2 separate regions of the Sus scrofa genome follow, and region 1 is linked to region 2. The links are chromatin contacts, called in public HiChIP or PLAC-seq maps. All regions are on one chromosome and are shown on one strand. The core of a region is the stretch at or near the end of the contact, and the rest is flanking DNA. Distances in the headings are between cores, read along the strand shown. Region 1 holds the start of GLI2 (GLI family zinc finger 2). Region 2 overlaps GLI2 (GLI family zinc finger 2).

Region 1 (2,700 bases), core at 116-2,615, 140 kb after region 2:
GGACTTCCAGCTCCCCGACGCGGCGGGCGCGCTCACACTCACACACACAAGCCCACGCTCCCTTCCTCCTCCCCTCTCAACACCCCTCCCCGCCCCCGTCCGGGGAAAACGCTCCCCTTTCTAAACCCTTAATAGGATTGGCGCCCAACTCTCTCCGCGCCTCTCCCCATCCATCACACACAGATCAAGTTGCAGTAGTGGATTTTTCAAATTCCTCAGCAAATATACTCGTTGAGAGATTGCGGGGTGGGGGGAAGACGAAGAGTTGGGGGCGGGGATGGAAGTGCGGGGTGGGGGGGTACCCGAGGACAGGGCGAGGGAATTACATGCGGATCCCTCCGGGAAGTCAAGCGGATCTCGGGGCGGAGGGCATGGGAGGAGGAGGAAAGAAGCCGGGAGGGAGCCTGACCGAGGGGGAGGGGGCGACAGGGCCTGACGAGGAGGAGGAAGGAGTGAGAAAGAAAGAAAGGCAGGGTTCGGGACAGAGAGCGCGGAGAAGTGCAGTTAGAAGTTCACTGTGGCTGCAGCCCCTCCACATGCTGCACACTCCCCGAAGACATACTCTCACGGCCTATCTTTTCGAGCTTCGCAGCCTCCTGTGCTACTCTCACCTCCCGAAAAAACAGCCCCGGGCTCGGGCGCGGAGGAGACCGGGAGGTAGGGAGACCGAATCAGTTGCGCACCCCAAGAGGAAGGCTCTTTCCCCCAGGTGGGAAGGGGGGATGCAAATCATCCCCTGGCCACGAGTTCCTAGCCTCCGGACTCCCCTTATGTACCCGCCCGGCTTGGCCAGAAACGGGACCAGGGCCACCCCCCCGCCCCAAGCCCGGTGCCCGGATCCCCGTGCCGTGGCGCGCGTACCCGGCCTAGGAACCCTCCAAGACGGCGCAGCATCCCAGTCCGCCCGGGTTCGGCCGGAGTAGGGGGCACTTCGCAACGAAAAGCAAGCAAAAGAAGATCAATGCAACTTTACCGAGGGAGACAAAAGTTTGCCTCTAGCACGCAGGTGGCCTCCGGGGCGCCGGGCGGTGGCTGTGGGCCCCCATCCCAACTTGGCTGGCGTGGCGTCCCGCCGCGGGCTGCCGTGTGCCGAGGCTCCGTCCGGCCGGGGCGAGGCGGGCCACGCAGGGGAGGGGATCCAGAGGCGGCCGGGGGCCGGCAGCCCCTACCGCCGGTGACCGGGCAGCTCCCCAAGACCCCGGCGCGCCGCGCTCCTTCCTCCCGCTCCTCCGGTTCCTCCGCGCCTTCCTCCGAGTCCGCCGCCGCCGCCGCCTCCCGCTCCTCCTCGAAGACTCATTGATGGGAGTTTGAAAAAAAGTCCGCGGAGCCGTGCTGCCTCGGCTGGCGAGCTTCGGCACTCCCGCAGTCCAGCTAGCAGTCCGCACGGCGCAGCGCCCCCGCGCGCACAAGCCCTAGCACACCCCGGCGCCGCGCCCCCGCCCGCGCCGCGCGCCCCCGCCCGGGGGTGGGGGACCTGGGAGACTCCGAGGGGAGGGGCAGCCGAGGACTCCCCCCCCAACCCCAGCACCGAAAAGAAAAAGCACACCTACGAAGAAGAAAGTTCGAGCCAAGAACGAAAGAACGCGCCAGTCCCCAACACTTTTTTAAGGCGCCGAGATTGGGGGGGGGGGAGGTTCGCTAACTCAAGTCAGATGAGCTCCGAGCCGGGGCGCAGCGACTGCTCTGTTTTCAATCTCTGAAATCACCGCCCTCTCCACCTCCCTCTTCCCCTCCGCCGGGAGATGCCCGGGTCGCTGTTCCCAGTGCACCCGCTTCTGCCGGCGCCGGGGCGGAAGCGGGGGACAGGAGGCCAGGCTGGGAGGGAGGCTAGCTCCGCGGGGCCGGTTCTGCGCGGAACCTCTTCCTGCCCGTGGCGCGCGCAGGTGCCGGGGGTCTGGCCTGCGCCCCCCGCCGCGGCTCACAAGAGTCGCCCCCAGAGCGCGTGCTGGTGAGAAGCGAAGCTGCCTTTTAGGTTTGGTTCCTTGTGTTTGGTAGGGAGGCTTTTTGTTTGTTTTGTTTTGTTTTTTAGAGACTCCACTCGAGCTGCCGCAACCAGATGGAAGTAATCAGAACCCAACAACAACAGAGGAAGAAGGAATTTAAAAAACCTCGTTGAATTTTCGGGCCAAAGTGTGTATGGGTGTGTGTGTGAAAGAACTTGCTTAAGGAGACTAGGTGCCGAGCCTCGGGCCCTCAGGCCGCACCGCAGCCCGGAACTGAGCGGCCTGGCATGAGGAAGCACAGGGGTCAGCTGGCCAAAGTGTCCCTCAAGTCATGGGGGGCCACCACCCTCTCTAGGGCCGAGGGTCCTTCACCAAAGAGTGCCTCATTGAAGGAAGTTTTAAATTTTTCTTTCTAACATTCCTGTTACATCTACTATGTGCTTGGTGACAGGTTGTATTTCTTTTATTATTTAAACTACAAACCTCTGTCACGTAAGTTTTCTCCTTCCTCATTTTACAAGTGAGACGGCTGGGAGTTCCTGTCATGGCACAGCGGAAACGAATCCAACTAGGAACCATGAGGTGGCAGGTTCAATCCCTGGCCTCGCTCAGTGGGTTAAGGATCTGGCCGCGTTGCCCTGAGCAGGAGTGGCTCGGATCTGACGTTGCTGTGGCTCTGGCATAGGCTGGCAGCAACAGCTCCTATTGGACCCCTAGCCTGGGAACCTCCATATGACACGGGTGCGGCCCTTAAAAA
Region 2 (2,700 bases), core at 33-2,532:
CAGGCCCTGTGGCGGTCCTCTCTGTGGCAGTTAGAGGGATGTTCCCACACGGCCACCCAGACCTGTCCCACTGCCCTGAGGATGAAAGTTCCAGCCCTCAAGCCTTGGTGATAGGACAGTGCCTCTCCTCTCTCATCTCCTTTCATCACCACCGTGTCCTTGCACCCCCAAGCACCGTCTCCCCCAGAGGCAGAGCCACCAGGAAGGCCTCATCTCCCTGCCTCCCTCTGTTTCCACCGGCAAAGGGGAAAATACAAACGCACTGGGATCAGCCCCAACAAAGACAGGGGTTGAGGGGGCCTCTGTGCCTGCCCGTCCCCTCCTCTAGGGCAGGGAGCAGCCCACAAGGCCTTACACGGTGGCATCACCCCCACTTGCAGAAGCCCCCCACTGTCAGGACCCCTGGAGGCTATTTCCTGGGGCTGCAAAGGCCAGGCCAAGTAAGGGCTATTAGGAAGCCAAAAGAAGGAAGAATCAAAAGGATGTGAAAGAAAATGTCTTCTAGACTTTGCCAAGCCTCTAGAACATTCTTTTCGAATCCGGTTTTGTTTCCTCCCCTCCTCAACTCAACTTTTCCCAAATTCGTTCCTCATGCGAAAACAGCATCTTCCCCAGGGAAGCCGAGTTTTAACACACACGTGTTTTTCTTCTAAGTCGCTCAGAGCTGAGGCTCCGCAGACAACAAAGCTCCTTGTCTGCGCATCCTCCTTGCTGCTAAGACCACCGGGGAATTGCAGTGGCGAAGGCTGAACTCCCAGATGCTCGGCTCTGCCAGATCTCAGAAGAAACTCCTGGTTCAAAGTTCTGAGGGGCTGTCTGTCGGGAGGGAGGAGCTGGGAAGCAATCCTGTGGTTGACAGTACACACGTCCTTCCCACCCACTCCCTGACCTGCCTCCCCATCTCCACGCAGGAGTCACTTCACTTTCCTTCCCTGCGTTGTTTTCTCTTGGGGGCCAAAGTCCTTTCTCCCCACCTCCCCCCGCCCCACCAGCTCTTTTCATTCCCTCTCCCCCTTTCCCATCTCTCCCCCTCCCCGGCCAGCTCCCGGGTCTGGGAGTCTGCTCATCCACCACCCCCTCTTCAAACTTGGAGTGTGGAGGGGGGACTCGGAGAGGGACGTGCAGAAGAAAGCTTCAGGCCAGGCCTGTGCAAACAAGAGCGGCTGCCTCCTCCTTGCCACTTGAGGCATCACAGGAAAGCTGCCTTTCTCCTGCAACTTACCCCGCGTGGGCCGGAGGGAGGAGGGACGGCTTGCAGGGAGGGTGCTGCCCACAGAGAGGCGTGGAGCGCGGGATGGAGCAGCGGAGGAGGGAACGTCAAGTGGCCGCTGGAGGGAGGCGGAGCGCATGAATCATTGATGGCCAGCTGGCAGGGTTTAGGAACGCTGGCTAATGCAAAGGCTGGCGTGACTTGGGGGGTCTGGCGGCTGCTGTGGGCGGCGTGTTCTCCTCGCTGGGGGACCCGTCCCAGCCTAGGGGCTGCAGGAACCTTCCTGCTAGGAGAAACCTGCTGGCTGGCCCCTCCAGGGGCCGGGCTGTTCCAGGGCATGGGTCTGGAGCTGGGGGGTTGTGGTGCCTCAAGCTCCCAGCTCTGCAACCTCCCAGAGAGGGAGAGGGCAGTGGCTGGGACCTTAGGGGCCATCTGGCCCAGAGGTGTGCCAGGTAAGAAGGGGAAACTGAGGCCCAGGAAGGGACCCTGACTTGCCCACGGTGCAGAGTGAGGTTGGGAAAGACATACCTGGACCCCAGGCCACTGTTCCCTGCCTTCTCTGGAAGGTTCCCTGGCTCCCCGCGGCTCCCTGTGGACACTCAGGGCCACAGAGCAGGAAGCAGGGTCCCCGGGAGGCAAGGTGGCCCTCTTCCTACACAGAGGTCACCAGAGGATCTGATCCCATCCCCAATCAGCTGAAATGTCACAAACGGAGTTTGTCTATAAGTGTAGAATCCTTTCCAGGTGGTGAAAACTCACTTCCCACCTGTCGTCTCCCTTTCACGGAGGGGACACAGCAAGTACCCTGGGACAAGGCGTTCCCATCAGACACAGCTTGTGGACCTGCCAGGCAGATCTGCCAGGGCCACTGATCCTGCCAAGGCCCCCATGCCCCCAATACTCTATTTTCTGCTAACAGAGGGGGAGGGGCTGACTGGGCTTGTCAGGGGCCAAGATAATTGTCATCTCCAGCCCTTCCTATCCCCCAGCAACATTCTGTACCCCTTTTCCCATCTGATCTCAAGGCATCATGAAAGTGAAAAGCAGCCATTCTGTCCCCTAAAGGGAGATCTGCCTTAAATGACGCAATTCAGGTAAATACGAGATGCTAGAGGTTTTCCCCAGAATTGGAAAGGAAGGGGGACCAGGAGGAGGAAGGCTCCAGAAGCAACCACCCGCTTCCCCCGCCCTGACCCTCTGGGGTCCCGCTCCTCTTCAGAGGTCCCCGATGTCATGCCACCACCTGAGGCCCTTGGTGACCACAGTCCAGTCCAGCCCTGCCTTAACCCTCCGTACCCACCCCCAACTTGCCTTCGGGAGCACAATCGGAGGCTCCCAAGGCAGGACACATTCCTCCAGAGGGGGCTGAGCCCGTGGGACCCACTCCTCATCCACAAGGGCAGCCTAGACCCCTGCCTCCTCCCTCGGATCTGGAAGGAACTGTGCGCCACAATACTGAGCTCATTCTCTTCCGCCTTTCTCGAGAGTTC

The links. HiChIP or PLAC-seq counts read pairs in DNA pulled down with a chosen protein or histone mark.
Region 1: a contact with region 2 is called in an H3K27ac HiChIP or PLAC-seq map of skeletal muscle. The contact joins the promoter of GLI2 here to the enhancer-like site in region 2. A contact is called at or near these places in 8 of 47 Hi-C or Micro-C datasets (brain, embryonic fibroblasts, fetal skeletal muscle and 3 more) and 1 of 2 datasets of contacts at active chromatin or transcription factors (skeletal muscle).

What each region holds. Positions count from the first base shown.
Region 1 is chr15:30,577,900-30,580,599 of Sscrofa11.1, forward strand. GLI2 (GLI family zinc finger 2) reads right to left here and starts at 1,366. Exons shown (of 14, transcript NM_001315712.1): 1 at 974-1,366.
Region 2 is chr15:30,438,574-30,441,273 of Sscrofa11.1, forward strand. All of the region lies in intron 2 of GLI2 (GLI family zinc finger 2), which reads right to left. Among named protein-coding and RNA genes, the nearest start is that of GLI2, 140 kb to the right of the region's middle. Within about 2 kb of position 1,283, at least 18 of the 83 cell types and tissues checked have an H3K27ac peak or open chromatin away from gene starts, as enhancers often do. A contact at or near this core is called in fetal skeletal muscle and skeletal muscle, where this site is marked.